5 separate regions of the Mus musculus genome follow, and all the other regions are linked to region 5. A link is a contact called in public HiChIP or PLAC-seq and promoter capture Hi-C data. All regions are on one chromosome and are shown on one strand. Each heading gives the region's core, a stretch centred on a gene start, on an enhancer-like site or on the middle of the called end of the contact. The rest is flanking DNA. Distances are from core to core; before and after follow the strand shown. Region 1 has its middle 2.8 kb from the start of Gm32946. Region 2 holds the start of Scimp (SLP adaptor and CSK interacting membrane protein). Region 3 overlaps Gm12320 (predicted gene 12320). Region 4 overlaps Scimp (SLP adaptor and CSK interacting membrane protein). Region 5 holds the start of Med11 (mediator complex subunit 11).

The links. Promoter capture Hi-C pulls out the DNA fragments that hold promoters and counts their contacts. HiChIP or PLAC-seq counts read pairs in DNA pulled down with a chosen protein or histone mark.
Region 1: a contact with region 5 is called in a promoter capture Hi-C map of liver, with 1.9 times the contacts expected there. The contact joins the enhancer-like site here to the promoter of Med11 in region 5. A contact is called at or near these places in 4 of 39 promoter capture datasets (the 3T3-L1 cell line, hippocampal neurons and liver), 2 of 115 datasets of contacts at active chromatin or transcription factors (microglia and pancreatic cancer cells) and 1 of 9 other capture datasets (pancreatic islet).
Region 2: a contact with region 5 is called in a promoter capture Hi-C map of liver, with 4 times the contacts expected there. The contact joins the promoter of Scimp here to the promoter of Med11 in region 5. A contact is called at or near these places in 9 of 39 promoter capture datasets (the 3T3-L1 cell line, cranial neural crest, embryonic stem cells and 5 more), 10 of 115 datasets of contacts at active chromatin or transcription factors (astrocytes, bone marrow-derived macrophages, embryonic forebrain and 6 more) and 1 of 9 other capture datasets (liver).
Region 3: a contact with region 5 is called in a FOXA1 HiChIP or PLAC-seq map of pancreatic cancer cells. The contact joins the enhancer-like site here to the promoter of Med11 in region 5. A contact is called at or near these places in 16 of 39 promoter capture datasets (the 3T3-L1 cell line, the C10 cell line, the HPC-7 cell line and 11 more), 3 of 15 datasets of contacts at CTCF or cohesin (the NIH/3T3 cell line, embryonic stem cells and large pre-B cells), 5 of 484 Hi-C or Micro-C datasets (cortical neurons, forebrain neurons, nephron progenitors and 2 more), 24 of 115 datasets of contacts at active chromatin or transcription factors (the 230-238 cell line, the NIH/3T3 cell line, bone marrow-derived dendritic cells and 16 more) and 5 of 9 other capture datasets (adipose tissue, embryonic stem cells, liver and 2 more).
Region 4: a contact with region 5 is called in an H3K4me3 HiChIP or PLAC-seq map of bone marrow-derived macrophages, with 4 times the contacts expected there. The contact joins the enhancer-like site here to the promoter of Med11 in region 5. A contact is called at or near these places in 3 of 39 promoter capture datasets (cranial neural crest, liver and second pharyngeal arch cranial neural crest), 1 of 484 Hi-C or Micro-C datasets (B cells), 10 of 115 datasets of contacts at active chromatin or transcription factors (the NIH/3T3 cell line, bone marrow-derived dendritic cells, bone marrow-derived macrophages and 5 more) and 3 of 9 other capture datasets (adipose tissue, liver and pancreatic islet).

The regions. Positions count from the first base shown.
Region 1 is chr11:70,073,494-70,076,193 of GRCm38.p6, forward strand. No RefSeq gene overlaps it. Among named protein-coding and RNA genes, the nearest start is that of Gm32946, 2.8 kb to the right of the region's middle. Within about 2 kb of position 1,363, at least 39 of the 459 cell types and tissues checked have an H3K27ac peak or open chromatin away from gene starts, as enhancers often do. A contact at or near this core is called in liver and pancreatic cancer cells, where this site is marked.
Region 2 is chr11:70,811,175-70,813,874 of GRCm38.p6, forward strand. It overlaps Scimp (SLP adaptor and CSK interacting membrane protein), which reads right to left and starts at 1,387. Exons shown (of 5, transcript NM_001045526.2): 1 at 1,302-1,387.
Region 3 is chr11:70,746,845-70,749,544 of GRCm38.p6, forward strand. It overlaps Gm12320 (predicted gene 12320), which reads right to left. Exons shown (of 3, transcript NR_167739.1): 3 at 1,860-2,499. Among named protein-coding and RNA genes, the nearest start is that of Gm12320, 7.0 kb to the right of the region's middle. Within about 2 kb of position 1,282, at least 52 of the 459 cell types and tissues checked have an H3K27ac peak or open chromatin away from gene starts, as enhancers often do. A contact at or near this core is called in the NIH/3T3 cell line, adipose tissue, liver and 1 more, where this site is marked.
Region 4 is chr11:70,794,324-70,797,045 of GRCm38.p6, forward strand. All of the region lies in intron 3 of Scimp (SLP adaptor and CSK interacting membrane protein), which reads right to left. Among named protein-coding and RNA genes, the nearest start is that of Scimp, 17 kb to the right of the region's middle. Within about 2 kb of position 1,413, at least 4 of the 459 cell types and tissues checked have an H3K27ac peak or open chromatin away from gene starts, as enhancers often do. A contact at or near this core is called in bone marrow-derived macrophages, where this site is marked.
Region 5 is chr11:70,450,475-70,453,174 of GRCm38.p6, forward strand. Med11 (mediator complex subunit 11) reads left to right here and starts at 1,444. Exons shown (of 3, transcript NM_025397.3): 1 at 1,444-1,589; 2 at 1,734-1,864; 3 at 2,628-2,700. The coding sequence starts at 1,505.

The DNA.
Region 1 (2,700 bases), core at 113-2,612, 380 kb before region 5:
TGTTTAGTCATCAGCTCTGTACACGGGCCTATGAGGCAGGACAGCCTCAGACCAGCTTTTGTCAGAATAAGGACCTTTTGCCAGGTTACCTGCTGACTTCATCTAGGGAGGATATTAAATGTCAGTTTGGCTACACACACACACACACACACACACACACACACACACACACACACACACAAGCTTAATTTCCTGAAACCCAGCACCGCGTTTTATCTTTAAAAGCTAAGAACAAAAGCTATTGCTAGCAGGAGTTACAGGCAGGCTTGGTGGGTGAGATAGACCCCCACCTCCACCCTCTAGGGCGGATGGGATGCTGGAATCCGGTGGAAGCATGGATCACATTTAGCCAGACTCCCAGTCCAGGGACCACTGGGTTTACAGCAGGCTCCTGTAGCCTCCCAGACACCTCACTCCCACTCCCAATCCCCTTCGTGCCTGCCAGGCTGCGGCTGCAGACGAACTTTCACTACACTTTACTGGGCTTTGCAGGCAGGCAAGGAGCAGGATGAAAAGACTGAATGATTTTGGTGCTGGGATCCTTCCTCTCCATCCGCAGCAATGGACCCCATCTCCCCACAAAGGACAGGAGCGCAGTCTCAGCTGGTGGTTCTCAAATATGCTCTTTGGCCAATCAGAGCACCGCAAAGTCTGTTGCAGGCTGCGTCAAAAACATGCATGCCAGAAGCTTCATCTTCTACTAGGTTGAAGAGATGCTTGTAGCAGACTTGAGTGTTGAGGATCCACAGAGGCAGTTGGTTAAAGGAGCTGGCTGAGAAGATACACCTGGGGTGAGACGCTGAGAGAAACTACTGCAGGAGATTCTACTACCCACTCAGTGCGTGGCAGTGATGCCCGGGGAGTGGGATTTTGTTCTGCGTGGGAAGACCCCACCCCGGAGCAGAGCTCTGGGTAGGTGCTCTTGTTTACCTCCAACCCTGCAGTTCTCACTCAACGGCAAGAAAGGATGTGAACTGTTAGAGATAGGTAAGACCCAAGACGGCCGGCCTTTGGCCAGTGAACTTAGAACACAGTCGTCCTGGCTCTGGATCTGGTTCAGCATATCTGGATTGGAACCAGAAAACTGGTATCTTCTGAGGCCACGCCTCCTTGACCTCACCGCAAGCAGTTTTCCCTGGTCACTCTAAGAGTGACCACTATTGAAAGGAGCTGGGGGTGGGGTGTGTGTGTGTGTGTGTAAGTGGTCAACTTAGTCTTAGGAGTTTAATTATGGATTTTTAAAAAGAAGCTGTAAGAACTAACGGTCTAACATTTCACTTTAGTATTTAGGAAAGAGGCATAAATAGTATTGCGAAATGTTGCTTAAGGGCACCTGAAACTGGAGCTGTACCACACGGTGGCGCTGCTATCCTGAGTGTAGGCTGGGCCACTTCCTAATCTCCATGTGGCTAACAGTCTCCCCGCCGCTGGTATTCCTGACTTATTACTTACTAAGACCTATTTTCCATCTTGGCTGTCCCGGACCCAGACCTGCCGTGCTCCTGGGCCACGATCCCCAACTCTTACGTGATGGTTATGCTCTTTCTTCTGCACCTCTTAGGCCTTGTCTTTGCTCCTTTCCCAGAGTGATGGCTCTCTCCCTCCTCCCTCGGTCCCTTGCCTGGGAATTCTAAAGTCCTCCTTCTGTCTCCCTGCCCAGCCAGTGGCCACCGGCAACTTTATTTACCAATCAAAACCAATTGGGGGCAGGGTCCCTCACTATCTTATGTGCAGATTCCCATGTAATTTTGGGCACCCAATAAACACAATACAAGAGTTAGACCAAATCCACAACACTACCCAGCTGCAAACCTGTGACCCACAACAGTTGGCACATGGGTGAGATATATATAAAAATGCAATAAGTGGCATTTGCATGTTGGTGGAGTTGACATTCACTCGACAGAGGGCAACCATGCCTCGTACTGGAACTAGCTTCCCGGAACTAGCAAGGTCATAGAGCTGAGAAGAGAACGTATTACTACCACCATTGTTTTTATTTTTCAGAGACTACTTTTAATATGGGTTCTTAAACACTTTATCCTCCCTTCTAGGCTACCGCCCAGCAGAGGCAGTGGGAAAGAGAGGTTATTAGGATACGGGGAAGTCAACCTGTTTAGAAAATCAACAGTCCAGTTCACAGGTCAACATCGGCAGCTAGATACACTCGAAAACACTTCACAGATATACAGTCAGTCAGTTCAGGAGTGTTGGAATAGCAAACACAAATCAGCAGCTGTGGCATGACCTAGCAGATATAGCCAGGCCTCCGCTGACTCAGCATGAGTCAGCAGGGACACCAGGAGTTCTTTGCTGTGTCTCTCTCAACAAAGTGAAGATCTGTGAAGATACTACAAGCATTGCAAAGCTAGCTGTGCAAGCCCCCATCACTCTCCGTCGAGTCCTATTTATACTCTCTCCAAACATCATGTGTCCTCCATGGATCTTGCCTCATCACATGTCTTGCCTCAGCATGTGAGTCTGTCTTAACAAAACTCCACGTGAGTCTGGACCGGCTGACATCACTCTGCCAATCGACCCGAGTCCGGGGAAGTGGCAAGAAGCCGCCAGCACACCACCAGAGGTTTTTGGTGTGTTTCTCTCTATGGATTCATGGCAAGCAGAGCTCATCATTGCCATGTAAGGTGAACCAATACATGCCTGTCATTAGTGAAGCATCCTTCATCACGCATCCTTTCA
Region 2 (2,700 bases), core at 137-2,636, 360 kb after region 5:
TCCACTGATATTTAACTCTGTTATGGCTAGCTCTGATGCCTGCATGTGTTAACACAGTGTTTGGGCCAATAACTGGACTGGCAGTTGCCCACACTGTCCTGCTGCTTGCTGCATGTGTGTCTCAGCATGACAGCTTAGCAAGCCGGGACGGCCGCACATTAATCCTGAGTCTGATTTATTATATCATAGGACTCAGTTCTATCCATACATGCTCAGTCCCCACAGCTTATTGCTTATCTAGCAGATTTGTTTACCTACAGTTAGGAAATACATCTATTTGCTAGGAAAAAAGGAAACAGGAACAGGGGAGAAAGGGAGGAAAAGGGGAGGAAGAGATAGATGTAGGGAGAAGGGAGGAGAAGGAAGGGAGAAGGGAGAAGGGGGAGGGGGAGAGGGGAGAAGGCGGGAGGAACTCCATCCTGACACACTTCTGGAGATGCTGATCCTCCCACATGGTCTATGGCATAATACAGGGATTGAAAAAATGATTTCTGAAGAGCTAGTGACATGGCTCAGTGGTTAAGAACAATGACTGCTCTTTCAGAGGAGTCCCAAGTTCCGTTCCCAGCACGGTGTTGTGGCTCACAACCATCTGTAAGTTCAGTTTCAAGGATCTGATGGCCTCATCTCTCCTCCAAGGACGCCAGGCATGTATATGATACGCAGACACACATGCAGGAAAAATTCCCAAACAGAGAAAGGAAAATATTTTCTATAAGAAAAAAAAAAAAAAAGAATTGAGAACATTGATTTCCAGAGGTCAAAAGCAGAAGGCTCCATCGAGGTCTCACGCCAGCTGAACACCTCTGAGTCCCGAGGCTTCTGAAGGTTGGCAAGTGCCTTATAAATCCCAGACACCAGAGGCTGAGTGCCAAAGGCACCGAGAGGCGTGCTGTTCTGATTCTTTCATCCAAGAGCACTGAGAGGTAGCCAGCGTTTACAATACACAGTACAGTGCGGGTCCTCTACCAATCAAATACCAGATATTACAGACACTATGCAGATAGCGATAATTCCTCACACTTCACACAACTCACTCCCAACTGTGACTTCATCCTTCCAGGTAAACTTGCCTTGCCTGGCACACACACTGGAGGAGTAAGGAGATGGCCAGCGTCACTCAGCAGCCACGCCAAGTGAACTCTTCCAGGCCACTCTTTCTCCAGTTGTACCCGGCTGTGTACTACAGCCTCGAGCGACAGTCCCCTCAGCCTGTGCCTGTGGGGTTGCCTATTTGGCCACACGTCTAACAGCAACATGGACAGATGACTATGGTGGGAAAAGCAAGTTGAAGCACTTACCTAGACTGCCGGGGTGTTCACTGGAAGCAGCTGGGGAGACAGCTGTGGACTGAGGGTGTTACTCAAGCACAACTGGGGAGAGGCTTGATCGCCCACATACCCTCACTCACCCTTGGAGGCTGCAGGCACTAGCCTGACCACACTTCCTCTTTCTGGTCCCCATTCTAGTGAAGCTAACTACTCCAGTTTTGTTTTTTGTTTTTTGTTTTTCTGTTTTTAAAAGCTACCTTCCCACTGCCCTTCGTGGCTCCAGCAGAGGCCCATGAAGGCTGGTCGTGGTGTGGAAGGGGGTCCTGAGAGGAATCAGGCTCCAGAGTGAGTGAGTGAGTGAGTGAGGGGGTTGCCCCAGGGGAAGTCTCCCTTAAACTTTCCTGGGCATGGTCATGTGGGACTCAAGAAGAGAGAGGGGGGCCCTAGGTCTACCCAGAGATGCATGGTGGGAAATGGAAGACAGATGCATCATCCCGCAAGTGTGGCTCTTGAACCCCTGGACCTGTTGGCCCAACTTCTGTTTAGAGGAGTCAAGGAGACTCTAAGAGAGTGTCTAAGAGAGCATGGTGGTGATACCTAGAGGGTAGCCTAGGCTGTTCTTGAACTTGTGATATTCCTACTTCTGCCTCCCAAGTACCAGATTACAAGTGCATGCTGTGACACCCGGCCAGTGGACAGTGTTAATTGAATTGAATCATTTCCTACCACACTGTGAGACAGAGTTCCCAGTGATGCTCATAGCCTCTAAAAATGGAAGTTTGGGGTGAGGAAACAAAGAAACTGCCTTGTAGAAGTAGCTGCTTGTGGTGAGTCGTCACTTCATGGCAGCATGGATGTGTGTGAGATGCCTCTCCAAGGGAGGGGTGCGCTGGCACTCAGGAACAATGATGACAACTAAAGTGACTGGGGAAGATTCCCCCACCTGCCCAGAAGATACCCACAGGTAGCATTCACTGGTGTTTACGGTGTAAATATTCCTACCATGGTCAATTTCAAAATATCAACATGGCATCCAGGAACTTGGAATTGGGAGGAAAGTGCACAAGGCTGCTCTCTCTCCCAAGCCTTCTGGGCCAACTGCATTGTATTGTTAGGAGCCACTGTTGAGTACTGCTGGGGGCTAGGACTCTACCAGGGTTTCACTTTCCTGGTCTCAATAGACCTTCACTTAATTCGATTATTTCCTTTGTTTCTTAGAATACTGAAGCGTGTGGAGGTTCTGCCATGGAACCAGTTTTTCATGGTGACCTTCAACTCAGATCTGTCCACACCAAAGGCAAAGCTGGTGCTCTTCCCTACTCACTTAGCTGAAACTTAATTGCTCAAAAATTGTCCTAAGCTAGGCATGGTGGTGCATACCTGTGATCCCAGCACTGGGGAGGCAGAAGCAGGAGGATTGCTGCTAGTT
Region 3 (2,700 bases), core at 32-2,531, 300 kb after region 5:
GGGTAATAGGAGCTCAGATTTTTTGCAAGAACAGCCAGTACTCTGAACTGCTGAGCTATCTCTCTAGCCTCTCTCTTTCTTTCTTAACTTTTTGTTTTCCGTGGGTTGGCTCAGGGGCTGGCTCAGCAGTTGAGAGCACAGGTTGCTCTTCTAGAGAATCCGAGTTTGATTCCTGTGACCCACATGGTGGCTGACAACCATCTTTAACTACAGTTCCAGAAGATTCGATCTCCTGGCCTCTGTGGGCGACAGGCAAGCAAGTGGTACACAGACACACATGCAGACAAAATACACATAACTGTAAAATACACACACACACACACACACACACACACATACACACACACACACACACACACACACACATATATATATATATATTAAATATCCATGCAGGCCACAGTGCACATGTGGTCAGAGAACAAGTTTCAGGAGTTGGTTCTCTCCTTTTTACTTGGTGAACCAGGATCTCTCTCTCTCTCTCTTTTTCTTTTTGTTGGGATTGATTGAAGTGCCACCAGCCCAGGTTCTCTCTTGTTCTTTCTACTGTTGTGCTGTATAAAGCAGGCTAGCCGACCTATGAGGTTCTAGGTCATTCTCCGCCCCTCCTCTTGTACTGGATTACACCTGAACAAGGGATTACAGATGCGTGCCACCTCATCCAGCTTCTTACTAAGCACAGGGGATCCGAGCTAGCGCCTCTACCGCCTGAGCTCAGAGTCACTTTTTTTTTTTTAAAGATTTATTTATTATTATATGTAAGTACACTGTAGCTGTCTTCAGACACCAGATGAGGGAGTCAGATCTTGTTACAGATGGTTGTGAGCCACCATGTGGTTGCTGGGATTTTAACTCTGGACCTTCGGAAGAGCAGTCGGGTGCTCTTACCCACTGAGTCATCTCACCAGCCCGAGTCACTTATTTTTAACGGACATTTACTGCATGCGTAGGTGGGTGCTGGGGCTTGACCCCAAGGCTTCATTCCTGGGGCAACTTTAATAGCAGCACTAGTACTTTATAATTTTATAATGAGAGCTTCTCTATAGCTTTAAAAAGTTTTGGGCATTTACTGTAAGAATAATAGTTGGCAGTCATTTGTTACCAGGAACCAGGACAGGTTAGAACCCTAAGACAGGAGACTGGAGGAGGAAAAAACAGTGAGCCAGAGTTGTTCACTAATGCATGTGTAATATCCTTTGATGACTCATAAACATACTTGGGGGTGGCCGTGCCTGGCTCTGTAGATCTTTGACCTGCATTGGATTTTGCCTGTCAGAACTGAGCCTTTTGTTTGTGGGCCACGGGTCAGGGAAATGTGGGCTATGACAACATGCCCAGCTGAAGTCTTCTCACCTAGTCCACCTTTTTTCACCTGTCAGCTATATCACCAACCCTGGCCTCAGCCTTAGTGCCATTTTGACTTTTTGCCTCTTCTACTTGGCTATAGCAGCCCAAGCAATTCCTTACAGCCTGCTAAGTAAGAACTTGACAAATGTCCTCTGGCACCATTCCTGCTAAACCATCAGTAGAGTCAACTTAGCATTGGTTTCTGTAGAAAGGATCTTTATGTACTGTGTGGAAGCATCAGCTGCCAATAACAAGCCTACGGTCAGTGAGCTGAGTCAGGATTAGAAGGTGGGACATCCGGCAGAGAGAGAGAGAGGGAGAGAGGGAGGGAGGGAGGGAGGAAAGAGAAAGAGAGAGAGAGAGAAAGAGAGAGAGAGAGGATTCTGGGAAAGTCAGGCTGGGGAGATTTGCCCCGAACGCTGAAGGAGATAGTTGAATGAAACTGAGAAGTAACCAACCCCAACCACATGGAACATAGGAAAAGATAAATGAGTAATTAAGTTATGAGCTAGTCGGGGAACAAGCCAAAGCTTTTGGCATTTATTCACGAAATATTAAGGCTCAGAGCCATTATTTCGGGGAACAAAGAGGCTGGGTAGGAAAGCCCTGTGGTTACAGATTGCACTGCCCATCCGACATGGGTGCACCTAGCTTGACTTAACAAGTGAGTGGTTTCTCTATGCAAAGATACCATTTCCTACCCGGTTGTGTCTTCCCAAGTACCTCCCTCCTCCCAGCCCCATGGCCCACCAGAAGCCCTGAGCATCTGTCGTTAGATGTATCTAGATGATACTTGTGATGCTTTGACTGAGAATGTGCCCCACAGGCTCAGCGGTTTGAACACTTGGTCTTCAGTTGGAGGAGCTGTTTGAGAAGGTTTGGGAGGTGTGGTCTTGCTGAAGGAATGATGTCACCGGGGAAAGACTTTGAGGTTCCAAAAGTCACATGTCATTTTGAGTTCGTTGTCTCTTTTCATTCCTGCAGCTCAAACTGTGAGCTCTGTGATTCATGTTCCTGCTCCTGTGTCCTTGCTCCTCCGTCAGGCATTCCAATCCTCTGGGACTCTAAGCCAAAGAAACTCTTCTTTTTATGAGTTCCCTTGGTCACAGTGTTTTGTTACAGCAAGTAGCTGATGCAATATTGTTCTAGTTTCTAGGGACAGGGTGGTACAAAGAAGAAGAAAAAAAAAAGACAACGGTTGATCAGGAAGTGCATGGCTATGCCAGACAAGGAGCCAAAGGGTTCCAGTTGTATCCTCTAGGTTTCAACTTGGTGACCATAACTTCCCCCGATATGCCTGTTTTCTTCCCTTTTGAAATATCTATGCCATGGTACATTGGAAATGTGAGATGA
Region 4 (2,722 bases), core at 163-2,662, 340 kb after region 5:
GCTATTTGAAGCAGGGCTGTTCACAACATGTTACAGATGCTAAATGGCCCCCAAACGCCAGCTTAGCATTGTCGGAAAGTGGTGAAAATTTCAAGAGTTGGAACCTAGTGGGAAGTTCTTTTTTTTTCTTTTTAAAGATTTATTTATTATTATATCTAAGTACATTGTAGCTGTCTTCAGATGCACCAGAAGAGAGCGTCAGATCTCATTATGGATGGTTGTGAGCCACCATGTGGTTGCTGGGATTTGAACTCAGGACCTTCAGAAGAGCAGTCGGTGCTCATAACCACTGAGCCATCTCTCCAGCCCTAGTCGGAAATTCTTAAGTGACTGAAAGCATGTGCTCAAAGGGGACTGTGGGCCCTGAGTCCCTTCTGCCTCTCTTCACCTTTCCTCTTGTGCCTGGCTTTGTACTATGCCACTTCCACCACAATGCCTCACAACAGGCCCAAAGCATCAGGACCAACCAGTCATGGATTAGAAGCTCACAAACTGTGAGCCAAAAGAAACCTCTTCTCTTTATAAACTGATTGTCCCAGGCGTTTGTTATAGTAACAGCAGCTCCCATACAAGTCACCATCACACTGGCCAAAGGTCCATTCACAGTAGAAGGGACAAATTTACCATGACCCACTCCCACAGTGGAATGCTCTACAGCAAGAGGAATGAACAGTCTACAACTACACTCAATGAATCTCACAAAAATCATACTGACTCGGGCTGGTAGCCCAATAGTGGAGCCTGGCATGTTGTATGTGAGGCCCTGGGATTGTACTGAAAAAAAAAAAATGGGTAAAAAAAAAAAAAGCAAACTACCATGTGCTATTCCACTCTTGTGAAGCACAAAACAATAAAATGCCTGGCTGGTTCCTTCTGGCTAGAAGGGATTTGTAGGTGCCATGGCTGAAGGCCTTAGAAGTAAATGTCTATGATGTTAGCAATAGCTTCTCTTGAACTGGGGATCTGTTACCTATGTCTGCTTCATTCATAGCAACTTGTTGAGCTGTGTGCTTCCTGAAAAAAAAAATCTGTAGTGTACTGGCTGGTTTTGTGTGTCAACTTGACACAAGCTGGAGTTATCACAGAGAAAGGAGCCTCCCTTGAGAAAATGCCTCCGTGAGATCCAGCTGTAAGGCATTTTCTCAATTAGTGATCAAAAGTGGGAGGACCCATTGTGGGGTGGTGCCACCCCTGGGCTGGTAGTCCTGGGTTCTATAAGAAAGCAAGCTGAGCAAGCCAGGGGAAGCAAGCCAGTAAGTAACATCCCTCCATGGCCTCTGCATCAGCTCCTGCTTCCTGCCCTGCTTGAGTTCCAGTTCTGACTTCTTTTAGCGATGTGGAACTGAATAAACCATTTCCTCACCAACTTGTTTCTTGGTCATGATGTTTTGTACAGGAATAGAAACCCTGACTAAGGCATGTCCTAATAGCACATTTCTGTGGGAAGTTTTCACATTGTAGCAAGGCCTTGGCCACCTGGCTCTGTGATGCTTGATTGACTTACTCAACAAGGGGATCAGATTGGACGAGGAAAGGTTATATTTGCTGGTCTCTTTGAACACCAATACAACCCATTTTAGAAAAGTGTAGATTTTCTTGTAGATAGGCAAAGGCTGGCCCTTAGCTGGGTCCTGGGTGGTCACCTCTCAGTTTTTAGCATCACAGTTTTTTTTTTTTTTTTTTTTTTTTTACTACTTGGAGCTCAATTTATTTATTTTTCTGATGTGTAGCAATTTTGTTACCAAAATAGAAAATAGATGGAAAAGGATTAACATTATGCCTACTGGGAGTCATCAAAACATATCTTAAAACAAAAATGAAACATGCACTAATAACAGAAATTTATTGGAAAGAATTGGAGCTAAGAGTAAATTTATAATCAAGAAAAACAAGGTAAATCAAGAAAGTTTTCTGGCAGAACATAGGTGGCAAGTTTGATATAGTATTCTCCCCCCCCCACCCCTTTCAAGATAGAGTTTCACCATGGAACTCTGGTTGTCCTGGAACTTGCTTTGTACACCAGGGTGGATCCAAACTCAAAAGAGTCACCTGCATTTGCTTCTGGATTGCTGAGATTAAAGTTGTGTGCCACCACCTCCTGGCAACATCCTATTCTTTTTTTTTTTTTTTTTTTCCATTTTTTATTAGGTATTTAACTCATTTACATTTCCAATGCTATACCAAAAGTCCCCCATATCCACCCACCCCCACTCCCCTGCCCACCCACTCCCCCTTTTTGGCCCTGGTATTCCCCTGTACTGGGGCATATAAAGTTTGCAAGTCCAATGGGCCTCTCTTTCCAGTGATGGCCGACTAGGCCATCTTTTGATATATATGCAGCTAGAGTCAAGAGCTCCGGGGTACTGGTTAGCTCATAATGTTGTTCCACCTATAGGGTTGCAGATCCCTTTAGCTCCTTGGCTACTTTCTCTAGCTCCTCCATTGGGAGCCCTATGATCCATCCATTAGCTGACTGTGAGCATCCACTTCTGTGTTTGCTGGGCCCCGGCATAGTCTCACAAGAGACAGCTACATCTGCGTCCTTTCAATAAAATCTTGCTAGTGTATGCAATGAGCATCACAGTTTTAACTCTTATGTATATACCACTCCTGCTGGCTATGCTCATGATCTCATTTATGGGGCATGCCTGTTTCTGTTCATCTGAACCCCTGAGTCATGTTTTATCAATTTGACTCTTGGAGGGGCTGGGGACTGAGTAAT
Region 5 (2,700 bases), core at 194-2,693:
GATGGCTCAGTGGTTAAGAGCAATGGCTGCCCTTTCAGAGGAACCTGTTCAATTCCCAGCAACCACACAGTACCTCAAAACTGCCTACAGCTCCAGTTCTAAACAATCCAATGTCCTCTCTAACCTCCATGAGCAATGCATGCACATCACTCACAGACACACATACAGATACAAAATACCCTTACTCACCAAATTAAATAAATAAATCTTGGTGGGCAGTGGTGATGCACACCTTTAATCCCAGTACTCAGGAGACAGAGGCAGGCGGATCTTGGTGAGTTCGAGGACAGCCTGACCTACAGAGCAAGTTCCAAGACAACCAGGGCTACAAAGAGAAACCTTGTCTCAAAAAAACCAAATAAAATAAAATAAGCTAACAAACACCATTGAGTGAGAGAACATTTCATTTATCTCTATATCCATAGAGCCTAGCACACCTAATTGATAATCAAAGACAGAAAGGTCGAGGGAAGGAACCAGGACATGAGAATGAGCTGGGCTCAGGATCAGGAAGAAGCCTTAGGCACGGAGAATGTCATGCTTTCCTTGGGAGAGGTTGGCCACCAAAGAGCCCATGACTACCCAGTATGGAGGAACCCACTTGAACTCCCACTGTCATCACCTGGCCCAGGGCCAATGCTTAATAATAAATTCTTATAAATTCAGTAAGTCAGACAGTTAACTAAATCAGAGAGGTCTGAGTGGCTTTGGGCCACAGGGCTGTTTCAGTGGTGGCTCATATCTTTAATCCCAGTATTTAGGGAGGCAGAGGCAGTGATACTCAATTTGTGGGGAAGGGGGTGAGGGGAAGACTAGTGCCCAAGTCATGTCTGGCCACCCTTCTTTAATAAGCCAATTAAAAATGGAAAGTTAAAAAAGGAGACGTATCCAATGTGGCCACATTGGGAAGAGTGACAAAGAGATCCGGCAAGCCCCCTCAAGTCAGTCTTCAGGGTGCTAACGCAACATCAAAGTTTAAATAGAGCAAGGTTGTGCACATCTAAGTACCCCACCCCCACCCGCACCCCCACCCTCAGTCAAGGTGTGTGGTCACACCCATCACTGACTATTCATTATCTGGGCTTCAGTCTCATCCTGTAAAGTGGTCTGACAAGTTGTTAGAACTGTGTAAAATCTCTTTCTGGAAGACAAGTTCTGATAGTCAAGACTGAAGAGATACAAGTATCTCTTTAAACTATCTTCATTTTTGACAGACCTATTACACCAGAGGATCTCTATGAGTTCCAGGCCAACTTGGTCTAAACTGAGATCCTGTCAGAAAACAAGTCAATAACCGCCTCTTTCCACCCCTGTCTGGCCTGGCATTAGCGCCCTGGCAGTCAGACTAGACCAGGTAGACTCGGAAGGGCGAGGCCGCGCTGAGCATCCTGGGAATTGTAGTGTTCGCTGCAGTGGCCTCTGCGCAGGCGCACATTAACAGGCATTTCCGGGCTGTGGCGCCACACCTCGCAAAAGACGGCCTGTGGGGCTTTCCACTGGAACGATGGCTACCTACAGTCTGGCGAACGAGCGGCTGCGCGCCCTGGAGGATATCGAGCGTGAAATCGGCGCCATCCTCCAGAACGCAGGTTCGGGAAGCGAGGGGCAGACGGCAAGGGGTGAAGACCAGCCCGGGACTCTGCGTGCAGTTGGGGCGGGACCTGAATGCTAGCCTTAGGGCGGGGCTGAGTCTGAAGCCTGGGTCTGACATCGCCCTCTCCCCGCCCTGGCAGGAACGGCGATCCTGGAACTGTCCAAGGAAAAGACTAACGAGCGGCTCCTCGACCGGCAGGCGGCAGCCTTCACCACTTCTGTGCAGCACGTGGAGGCAGAGCTATCCGCTCAAATCCGCTACCTCACTCAGGTGGGTGTGTCTAGAAGGTGCTGGGCGGGGACCCCAGCTCTGAACCAACGCCCTAGCCTTGGGGATTCCCTGAGCTTTAGCTAGGTAAGACTGCCTCTTACGCGATAGGTACTTTCATTTCAGGGCTGGTTTAGTCCTCTAAAAGGAAAGGATTAAAAATGTCTAGGGTGTATAAACAATACCCTAGGCATACCAGCTGGCACAGGCCGGTATTCTGAGCTACTTAAGTGCCTGAGGCTGGAAGATCACAAGTTCAAAACTTGTCTGGGCAATTCAGACCCAGTAGGTCAGAAAGAGAGTTGGAGCTCTGTGTTAGAGCACTTACCTACCATAAAGAGGCCCAGGTACTGAAATAAATAAATAAAAATAAATAAATAAATAAATACTGAAGCTACCGAACGTTGTTCCCAGAAACTTGTGAGGCCATATTTGCTTGGGGACTAAGAAGACAGACATCGCTAAGAGGCTTCCAGAGTCTTTACTCCAGCTGCTACTGTTTACTGACATCTGTGGTGTGCTGGGCATATCCTAAAACTCTAGGAAGTATTCGCTGTGGTCCCTATTTCATAGATGAGGTTCACACAGTGGTTAAGCTTTTTCTTTTTTTTTTTTTTTTGTTGTTGTTGTTGTTGCCTTAGAACACTGAGTTACCAGTCAACTAATGTAGATCAAACTTGGGAAAGATGTGAGACCAGAGAAATAATACTGCCCGGTTGTGGGTGGTAAAGAGAGGCAGTACCCCATTGATTGATCTGACTTGTAGGTGGCCACAGGGCAGCCGCATGAGGGCTCCAGCTACTCTTCCAGGAAGGACTGTCAAATGGCTCTAAAGCGAG